2 separate regions of the Ovis aries genome follow, and region 2 is linked to region 1. The links are chromatin contacts, called in public Hi-C maps. All regions are on one chromosome and are shown on one strand. Each heading gives the region's core, a stretch centred on a gene start, on an enhancer-like site or on the middle of the called end of the contact. The rest is flanking DNA. Distances are from core to core; before and after follow the strand shown.

Evidence for each region. A called contact is a pair of places that touch in the nucleus more often than the background predicts.
Region 2: a contact with region 1 is called in a Hi-C map of hypothalamus, with 2.6 times the contacts expected there. The contact joins two enhancer-like sites. A contact is called at or near these places in 5 of 16 Hi-C or Micro-C datasets (hypothalamus, liver, mixed tissues and 2 more).

Annotation. Positions count from the first base shown.
Region 1 is chr19:59,526,240-59,531,242 of ARS-UI_Ramb_v3.0, forward strand. No RefSeq gene overlaps it. Among named protein-coding and RNA genes, the nearest start is that of KBTBD12, 13 kb to the left of the region's middle. Within about 2 kb of position 1,487, at least 9 of the 54 cell types and tissues checked have an H3K27ac peak or open chromatin away from gene starts, as enhancers often do.
Region 2 is chr19:59,714,021-59,719,354 of ARS-UI_Ramb_v3.0, forward strand. MGLL (monoglyceride lipase) reads left to right here. Exons shown (of 8, transcript XM_060402710.1): 8 at 1-532. Among named protein-coding and RNA genes, the nearest start is that of MCM2, 76 kb to the right of the region's middle. Within about 2 kb of position 3,296, at least 5 of the 54 cell types and tissues checked have an H3K27ac peak or open chromatin away from gene starts, as enhancers often do.

The sequences.
Region 1 (5,003 bases), core at 237-2,736:
AAGGAAGTCCCCGTATCGCTCTTTAACTTGTTACGGAAGCTGTTTTTTGTTGGCTGGAAGGCAGCAGGTCAGATGCTGAGATGCCGAGCTTCACCACAGAGAAAGGGATTATTTGGAAGGCAGCAAGTGAGAAGACGGGAGAGCCAGTCTCAGATACGGGGCCCTGCAGGCGACCAGGACACTTACGCGTGGAGAATCTATTGGAGATGCAGGGGCGGTGGGAGAGGCAGGGAATGGGGGGGGTCGTCAGTGGTCCCTGCAGGGGTAGCTGGGTTTCAGGCTTCTCCATGGGAAGCGGTTCAGAAAGCAGCAGCGTCAGGGTGATCCGAGGGTGGAGTTTTGATGTCAGAACGTCATCTGTCGAACACTTGCATGGGCCCAGTTGAGTGGCCTGTGACCTTGACCCGTTCGGACTGGGAAAGACCAGATCCCTGCTCCTGAGGAACCGCTGCAGCAACTGTGGCTATAGTGACCCGCATGTTCAAGGTGTTACCTCTCGGGAGTCTTGCCGGGCCTTCCCTAAGCTGCGTGAACCTTGGCGGGTGAGCAGGTAGTCGAGGCAGGCTACAGGAGGTGGCTTATTGAGCCGTAATAGTAGGCCATAGTTTAAGCGATCTCACTGGGGACAGCGCTTGCCCTTCAAGCTCATGTAGGGATAAGTTTCTCTGGTTTTCAGTATCTCTTGACTTCCATTGTATAGCTATTTTACTTCAGTTTTACAGTCATTTTGACAGGTTTCCAAGATACTCTCTTTGTAATTTTATTTAGAATTGCACAAAGTCCCAACATACTATTTTGGGAAAACCGAGTAACTTTGCAATCCTGAGTATTCTGTCAAGACGCGGACGCGCCTTTCCACCTGGGCGAGTCACCTCCTGTGTCACTGGCGGGGTTAACTTTTCTTTTGGTGGAAAATGCCCGGGTGCCCTGCAGGCACAAGCTACGTGATGCTCCTGGGAAGAAATGTGCGTCCCAGCTGGCTCAGTGGTAAAGAGTCCACCCGCCAATGCGGGGATGCAAGAGACACTGGCTCGATCTCTGGGTCGGGAAGATCCCCTGGAGTAGGAAATGGCAAGCCACTCCAGTGCTCTTGCCTGGAAAATTCCATGGACAGAGGAGCCTGGCGGGCTGCAGTCCATGGGGCCGCAGAGAGTCGGACACGACTGACTGCTCACAAACAAACAAGGCATTTTCTCTGTGTTTGCTCTGTCTGACTGTTTCCATACTTGCAGGCTTAGCACCCAACCCGCCTGGGTCCCTGATCCAGGGACCTCTGGACGACCAGGTGGGCTACAGGTGTTTCCATTCTTGTTTTTATCTTTGTGTTTGTTTTAAAAGGACTCTAAGCAGAGCACAGTTGAGAAAAACAGGGACCTGTCTGGACATCACTCACTCGCTGGTGTTCACTTGTGATAGTTTGGGGGCGGGGGCTGTAACTTACCACCGTTGGCTTCATGGCGCCCTCTGGCTCGCAGGGAGCTCACTGCAGCTCTGTGACTTCTGGGGAGGGTGTGCTGTGCTCTGCTGAACGTGCACGTCTGTCTTGCCCTAAGTCTGTGCAGCAGCAGCAACCAGGCTGTGAAACGCAGGATACAGCTTGTCGCCACCGGGAGGGAAAGGGTACCTTGTAACCTTAGCCTGTGCCAACCCCCGAGCCCCCTCGAGCACTTCAGAGCTTTCCTTGTCAGTGTGGCTCCAGCCGCTGGTCCAAGACCCAGTGTCACAGGGTGGATATCGGATAACCGTGGACAGTTTCCTCACAGGCCTGTGAGATTTGTTCGGCTCGAGAAGTGTTTTCACTGTCTTTATTTCTGCCCTGTTCCGTGGCTTCTTACCCATTCCTCCCACATCCTTTGCCTCCCTTTCTGTGTGTGCTGCGGCCGTAAAAAGGGCCGCCTGGCTGGTCAGTTCAGGGCCAGGAAGGTGGAATTTAAATGTAACTGACGGCATGATTCAGTACTGGGGAGGTCACTGACAATGAGCAGAAACTCTCCAGCCGTCCCGTGGGCTGGTGTCAATCACACCAGAGCCCTAAGCACACGAGGTTGTCAGCGTCCCGGGGCCAAGTTGGCCCAGGACGGGCACTGCACTGATTCCCCCCTCAGAGCTTGACAGTGTGCTGCCTCAGCATCTTAAAAGTTCCGAGGAGTGCCGCAGTGACACCAGCAGCTCCAACTCTGCTGAGTGACTCAGCGAGTGTGTTAGCGCAGGGACGGGGTTCTTTCGGCTCCCCAGGTGGCTCAGTGGTAAAGAATCCCTGCCAGTGCTGGAGACGCAGGCTCGATCCCTAGGTCGGGAAGATTCCCTGGAGAAGGGCAGGGCTACCCACTCCAGTATTCTTGCCCGGAGACTCCCCATGGACAGAGGAGCCTGGTGGGCTACAGTCCACGGGGTGGCGAAGAGTCAGACACGGCTGAGCACACAGCACTCACAAAATTCTTTCAGGCCGAGCAGGTTTCTCTTAGTGCCGGCTTCAGAAGGGCCGGAGGGCAGTGAGTGTCCCAGTCCAGCCGCCCTTTCGGCTCCCGTCAGTGCTGGACTCCCAGAGCTAGATGTTAAATGAGATGCAATCGCAACCAGGTTCCACCGGAAAGGTAATTTTGTTTCTTTTCCGTAATGTCAGGGATATATTTACTGCATTAGATACCGTCAATGGTGGACCTTTTGCCTCACGTGACACTTTCAGAAAATGGCCTTCAGTGCATTCACTGACTAATTTATTCAAGCAGTAGGTACGAAGGGACTCCTGTGCCTTTAGCGCTGTGCCAAGCGGGGGTGTTTATTAGAGTCTGGGAGTGAAGGAGACTGAGAGAGTGGAGGGAAGAAAGGAAGCCCACAGCTCTGGGGCTCCTGGCTGCTCCCGGCGGAACCCTGCGGTCAGCTGTGACCCCAGAGGCTCCAGCCGCGGCTGAGAGGGGCGTGTTCCAAGCCAGAAAGTAGGTCATCTTTTCACTGAGGCCCCTGAGGGTGTTGCCAGGGTCACCGACACTCACAAACTCCATTTTTAATGACTGTAACACTGCTGTTCAACAAGCTGCCTCACAACTCAGCGGCTTAAGACAATGCCCAGCGTGGCAGGGTGGCTCTCCTGGCCCGGCTGGCTGAGCTGAGGGCCCCCTTTAAAGGCAGCTCTGTTCGCAGGCCCCTCGGCTTCCCTGGACCAACAGCCTGGCCAGGAGTGTTCTCCTCCATTCAGAGGAAGAGTCGGCAGCCCAGCCACGTGAGCACTTCCAAGCCTCCGCTTGCATCTCCTCCGCTAACATCTCATCGGCTAAAGCGTGTCAGAGGCTAGGAAATACCTTGCTGTTACAGGTGGACGGCACTCAGAAAAGCACGTGGACGGCTCCCGCTTTACCCGGCTAGCTCAGGACAGGCTAGAACAATGCTGCAGTCCATCTCTGCAGGAGACGTGGGGCGGTGAGCCTGGCTCCCGTCAGGAGGCGGAGGTCCTCCCTTCCCTGGATTCACCTGGATGCGAGAGTTCTGTTCCCATCCAGTGAGACTGGGGGCTGGCGGCTGACCTTTGGTGTTTGCTTTTCTTTGGCTGTGCCAGGTCTTATCTGCAGTGTGTGGGACCTTTAGGTGTGGCCTGCAGGGTCTAGTTTCCTGACCAGGGACTGAACCTGGGCCCCCGGCACCGGGAGCGCAGAGTCTCAGCCACTGGACCCCCAGGGAAGCCCCTGGCAGTTGACTCTGCGCAAGACACAGCAGTCCAGGGGTGGAGCTTGGCTGGGTGAGTGGGTGGAGCCCCGGCCTGGGTGTTCTGGCCGCATCCTCCTCATCCACGGACTCGGGGCCTGTGTTCTGAAGAGCTGGAGGTCAGGGCTGCAGCCAGCACACGCTGGTCGGGTCAGAAGAAGGCTCGTCCCCCCACCCCACTCCATCCAACCGCAAGATGGCCGAGGAACCGTCAGAACAAGATGGAATGTTGAACACGTCTGCGAGAGACATTAGGCCAGAGCGGAACTGGAAGGGAGCGTGGGGCAGACTCTGCAGGACGGCCCCCGCTCCGCGCAGACTGTGGGCTTGGCGGCAGGCCCCTGTGGTCGGGGGAGCACAGTCATCTGATGTGGGCAGATGGACAGGGAGGGCGCCCAGAGCTGGGCTTGCCCTCTCTTGCTGCCGAGCACCCTTCCACCTGCACCCGGACAAGCCCAGGCCGGCCAGCTGGGTGATCAGGGGCAAGGCTGGAGCCTCGCTGACGTCAGGTTTATGCCGGACCCGCCAGTGGGGCCTCTAGGGACCAAGCCCACTGCCAACCTCGTAACTAGACGAATTGGGCAAGCTGCTCAGCTGCGGCAAATGGTGACTGTTCACTGTTCACTGTTGAAAGCCGCCACGTTTAGAGGCGCTTTGCTCCACAGCGCTGCCGGGTGTAAACGTCTTACTCCAGGCAGCGGGAAACAGGACAAGCGTGGGGGTTGCCTGGCCTTCAGTGCTGAGAAACCGTGCCGTCCACATTTAAGAATATTTAAGGATGAAAAGATAAGCATGCAGGTGTTTCTGACTAGCCTATTGGGCAGCCATTAGAAATGAAAATTACAGAGTTCTAAATGAAGCGTACGCCCGGCTCCCCTTGTGGCTCAGGGGTAAGGAACCCACCCGGCAATACGTAGAGATGTGGGCTTGATCCCTGCGTTGGGAAGATCCCCTGGAGGAAGAAATGGCAGCCCACTCCAGTGCTCTTGCCTGGAAAATCCCACGGACAGAAGAGCCTGGCGGGCTGCAGTCCGTGGGGTCGCTAAGAGTCGGACACGACTGAATGACTGAGCGATGCCGATACTTGCCTGTGTGAGGGTCCGTGTAGGACGTTTAAGCATGAAATAAAGTCATTTATAAATTAGGTCATCATATGACTAACCTCAGAGTATCCGACTTAAAATTTAAAACATTAGATTTGACAGTAAGAACGTAACCGGGACACTGAGTCGGACATTGGCCCCTGTTTTGTGCACTCTAAACATAAGCCTTGACACGGAGAGTATTTCCTACCAGCCAGTCCT
Region 2 (5,334 bases), core at 2,046-4,545, 190 kb after region 1:
CGTGTCTGGGGCCCCATCCTGGCAGTACCAGCGAGCGCTCAGTCGGTCGCCTGCCATGCTGAACCCGGAGCCCCTGGGCCGTGCCCGCCGGGCCCTCGGCGGGGCAGGGGAGCCGGGTGTGCACAGGCCTGGCCCTGAGGCGGGCGGAGCACCGAGGCCAGGGAGAGGCGGGCGGCCGAGCCCGTGTGGGCCCGTCACTCAGGCCGCCTGGGCCACAGGAAGTGGTTCTGTGCGGACGGGCTTTCCAGGAGATGCTGCCCGTGGCCCCCTGGGCCCACTCTTGGTGGGGACGGGGTGCTGACCCCGGCGCCCCCTCGGCCCTGGTGCTCAGACACCCCGCAGGCCCCCACCCCCCTCGCCGACCACTGACACCCCCCGTAGGACCACAGCGACTCCACACAGTTTCCTGGCTTGCTGCCATCCCCACGGCTCAGCCACCTCCCTCCTCGTCCGCTGCCAGTGAGGCCCTGTGCGTCGGGTAACAGGTAGTGCAGGACCACACAGCTAACCCTAATAAACCACGGTTTCTGAAGCTGTCGTCTGCCTGTCTGTCTGATCGACTCCGGGCACCCTCCTGGCTGACCATGCTCTGTGGGCCCCCGACTCCTGACGGGTTAGGAAGACGCCCTGGTCCCCCGACCTGGGGCTGTCCCGCTGCCTCGCCCACCCCAGCTCCCCCGCAGCTGAGGCAGCGATCTGCATGTCCGCCTGCATCCCGTCCCCCGAGCCCCAGGCGTGTCCTGCCAACCGGCTCCCTCCAGCCCTAGGCCCGTCCCCGCCCACCTCCTGTCCCACAGGGCACCCAGGGTGAGTGTCCAGGGATTCTGATGGTGGCTCTTCCGGCCCCAACCCTCCAAGCCTGTCGGCCCACGGCCAGCCTTCGGGGGACCCTCGGAGCCCTGTGCCCTCTGGAACTGAGCTGCGGGAACTGGGTCTTCATAACGGTCTGGTCCCCGGGTCCAGGGCCAGTATTGCTGAGAGCTGGGGAGAGGCGCTGTCTGGGCCGGAACCCAGTGTTGGGGTCGTGGGTGCAGGCCCACTTCACGGCGGACACCCGCGCCCCCACCCAAGGCCGTCCCTCCAAGGGCCCTGGGTTTACTGCGCTGCTGCTGTCCTGAAAGTCTCAACCGCCCTGCGCGTCTCTCTGCCCCGAGTCCCGGGCCACCCGCAGTCACCGCTCTGAACTCCTGCGGCGGGCGGCCGGTCCCGCCTCACTCGGGTCTGCTGCTGGGGTCTGTCCTGCTCGTCTGGGGCGTGCTCCTCTGCCGGCTCCTCCTGTCGGGTGCTGTTTGTTTTCCATGTCTTGACCTGGGTGAGGTGGGAACGTCCTGGGCATCCCCTCTCCCCGGGCGCTGACGGGGGCTCTGGTGGGCTGGTGGGTGGCCCGGCCCCTGCCTCGTGTCGACGCTGCTTGCGAGCAGGATCTGGTCACGTGGCGGCCGCTTCCAGAATCCTAGGGCCCCCGGCTGGTGCCAGCTCACTGGGGGCAGAGTCGGCCCAGAAGTCTGGGCTGCGCCCACCCCCTGGTGGGGAAGCCAGGCCTGGGGCGGTGGTGCCCCCTGCAGGCAGGCGAAGCTGGCCCTGGAGTGGGGGACCACTGGTGGGGGCGCGGCTCCCGACAGGTGGGAGGCCTGGGGGATCCCGAAGCTCGGTTGGCTGCTAGTGTGAAGGGCTGGGGCCCAGCTGGTCCCGGGAGTGGGGGGGCACCTGGGTCTGCTCTGCTCTGGGTGGGCCAGGTCTGGGGGTGCGGGACTACGGTTTCCTTTTTGTGATTTTTATTTTACATGGGAACATAGCTTTTGCCAAAAACCCTGTGAGTTCAGCCGCTCAGTCGTGCCCGCCTCTGCAGTCCTCGGGGTTGCAGAGTTGGACACGGCTGAGCAACTGAACTGACGGTGTTTTGGCTTCCCAGGTGGCGCTAGTGGTGAAGAACCCACCTGCCAGTTCAGGAGACCTAAGAGATGTGGGTTCGATCCCTGGATCGGGAAGATCCCCTGGAGAAGGGCATGGCTACCCACTCCAGTATTCTTGCCAGGGGAATCCCCTGGACAGAGGAGTCTGGTGGGCTACAGTCCGTGGGGTCGCAGAGTCAGACACAGCTGAGACGGCAGCACAGCACGTAACCGATCCAGGGCTGCGCTTCAGGGGCGCAGCCGAGTGATCCGGTCTCACACCTGCAGACGCCCTTGCTTCCTCGGACCCCTTTGCTGTGCGGGTTCTTACCGAGTTCTCAGCAGCACCACGAGGTCCTTGTTGGCTTCTGTGTGAGTCGTGTATCTGTTCGTCCCAACCCCTAATCTATCCCTCCCCGCGTTCCCTGTTGATAACCACGTCTTTTAAGTCTGAGTCTGTATTTTGTCCGTTTGTATCATTTTTTAAAGATTTCACGCAGAAGTGATTGGTGTCTTTGTGTGACCTGGCAGTCTGCACGCCCACCCGTGCTGCTGCAGACGGCGTGGCGCTTCCGGCGGAGCCGCTCTCCGCGGCAGAACGTGTGTGCGCGCCGTCTGCGCCCACTCCGTGGCGGACGCCTCGTTTCTAGCCTTGGCTGCGGTTAGCAGGGCCGCTGTGAAGCCTGGGCTGCACGCTTCAGACTGGTTTTCTCTAGATGGTGCCCACGAGTGGGACTGCCGAGCCATACGGTAACTCTACGGTTGGTTTTCTAAGGAACTTTCGCACTTCTCTGGAGTGGCTGCACCAGTTTACATTTCCACCAGCAGTGGAGCTGGGCTCCCTTCCTCCCCTCTCTCTCCAGCGTTTCCTGTTTCTGGACTTCCTGATGACGGCCATCCTGGCGAGTGTGAGGTGACGCCTCCCTGCAGCTCTGATTCGCATCTCTAATAGCCGTGATGCTGAGCAGCTTCTCCTATGCCTCTTGCCTGTCTGTCTTCGTTGGGGAAATGTCTGCATAGATCTCCTGCCCATTTTTTATGACTGCTTGTTGTTCTGACACTGAGCTCTAGGAGCCGCTTGTGCAGTTTGGAGACTGATCCCCTGCCGGTCATATTGCTTGCGAGTCTTTCCTCCCATTCTGTGGGTTGCCTGTTCCTGTTACGGCTTCCTTTCTGTGCAAAAGAAAGTCCCGTTTATTTTTATTTTCATTACTCCAGGAAATGGACCCAAGAAGATGCTGCTGTGATTCATGTCAGAGGGAGTTCTGTCTGCTTCCCTCCAGCAGTTTCACAGTTACCAGCCTGATAAGCAGGTCTTTAATCCACTGAGTGTGTCTGTGTGTGGTGGTAGAGGATGTTCTGATTTCTTTCACATGGAGCTGTCCAGTTTAGACTCTGCTTTCTGTGTCCATGTCCCCCTCTGGTGGGCGAGGCTGGCCTAGCAGCCTCCCTGGAGGGTGGCCCGCCCAGCCCCATGGGTGGACGGTGCTGCGTCCTGGCCGTCTGGTGGGCAGGGCCATGTCCACCACGGGGGTTAAGGGGGGGTCTCACGGCAGCTTGTCTGCTGCCGGCTGGGGCTGTGACCCTGCCCCGGGGCTGTGTGACTGAGTCTCCAGGCTCTGGGTCTGACGGGCCTGGATCTCAGCCCAGCGGCCGTGTTCACGGGGCCAGTGTGTCCAGGCGAGCCCCAGCCACCCCGTCTCTGCAGGAGACGCTCCGCGGGCAGCAGGTAGGTCCGGCCCAGGCTCCTGCCCGGCTCGGCCTGCGTGAGGTTCTGTGTGGCCGTGTCAGCGTGAGTCTGTGGGTCTCTGCCTCACGCCTTCACAGCCAGATGCTCCGGGGGCCCGGGGGTCACAGCCCCGCGTGGGGCGCAGGGTGGGCGCCCAGCGCTCACTCCCGGGGGACGCTCTGCAGTGTCACCTCCCCCAGGGTGGGGGGCTCCGCCGTCTCGCTGTGGTTCCTCGTCATCAGTGGCAGGTCATCGCAGGGAGGCTTTGGTCTCTGCCGACTGCCGGCGTGCTCGTGGGAGGTGGGCCCAGGCCGTCTCCACGCTGCAGCCTTGGATGGTCTCCTGAGACGACGTCTGATGGCGTTCTCGCCGTGGGGCAGGTCCCGTGGGGGTCCAGAGCTGGCCTTGCCCCCGGGCAGAGGCCCCCCCGCCCCGCGTGGCGTGTAGACCTGAAGGACGGCCGACCCGCTCCCCTGGGCGCGATGGAGTGGGTCGCCCTTCCGTTCGGCATCAGGGCTGAGGCAGGAGGCCCGTATCTGCGGCTCTGCCCCCGTTGCTCTGCTTACTTCCCTTGGGTGCGGCAGCCAGCACCAGCTTCAGGCCTGTCTACTCTGGGAGATGCTGTGGCTACTAATCCCTGTTCAGCATACGGAAATGCTTCCCTGGGGTGTGGGTCGTGGGGAGTCTTCCTGGGCTGTCCCCACCCCACGGACGCTCCTGCCAAGGGCTATCACGTGGCCTGTGCCCCGTGGTCTGGGGGCTGCTCCCAGAACCGGGTGGGGTGGCACGGCTTGCCCAAGGGCAGCAGGGCAGGAAAAGCGGATGGAGCACCAGGCGAGAACAGAGTGGGCGCCGGAGGGGCCGGGCTGAGGTCGCGGCAGCAGCCCCGAGGACGGTGTGTGAGGCAGTGCAGCCAGGGGCTGCAACGCCAAGAGCAGCCGCTGGGTGGCGCCCACGGCCCTGGCTGGAGCGTCTGGAGCCCGGGGCGGACGCAGCCCCCGAGGAGGCAGGCTTGGGGGCGAGGCAGGCTGGGGGGCAGCCGCACCTGTCTCCCCTGCCCTCACGGCCCTGCCTGAAGTGCGGGGCTTCCTGCCCGTGGAGCAAGGTGCCAGCTCCTGCTCCTGCCAAGGCGTACTCCTGGCCGGCAGGGAGAGCAGAGAGGAAAGGGGGCTTTGCAGGCTCTAAGCCAGAGCCGTCCCCTGCGGGCCTGGCTGCAGCTGAGGGCAGGGGAGCTGGGGGAGGAGCCAGGCGTGCGCCTGAGGCTCTGCGGGAGGGAGACCCGGGCTGCATCCACCCGCAGAGGCCGACACGCAGGTGAGCAGGTGGGGGGTGAGGCGGGGCCCCGACTGGGGCTGAGGTGCCAGGAGAGACCCTCAGAGCCCGCCCGGCAGCTGCTGCAGAGACTGAGAGGCCTCGGGAAGCGCACACAAGGGTCCGAGACCCCACAGGTGGAGAGGGCTCAGCCCACGCATCCCGGGGCCCCTCAGGATGCACACCAGCATGGGGGGCTGGTGGCGCCACCCCCGCCCACCCCCCCCCCCCCACACACGGCAAGGGCACGGTGAGACTCAGTGGGTGGACCCTACTCCTGCAGGGGCCCCTTAGGACCCCGGGACGCACACCAGCGTTGGGGTCGGGGGCTGGCGGGCCGCCCCGCACACACCCTAATGACAGGCGCTGCGGCTCTAGCCCAGGGCCCAGTTGCCACGGCAC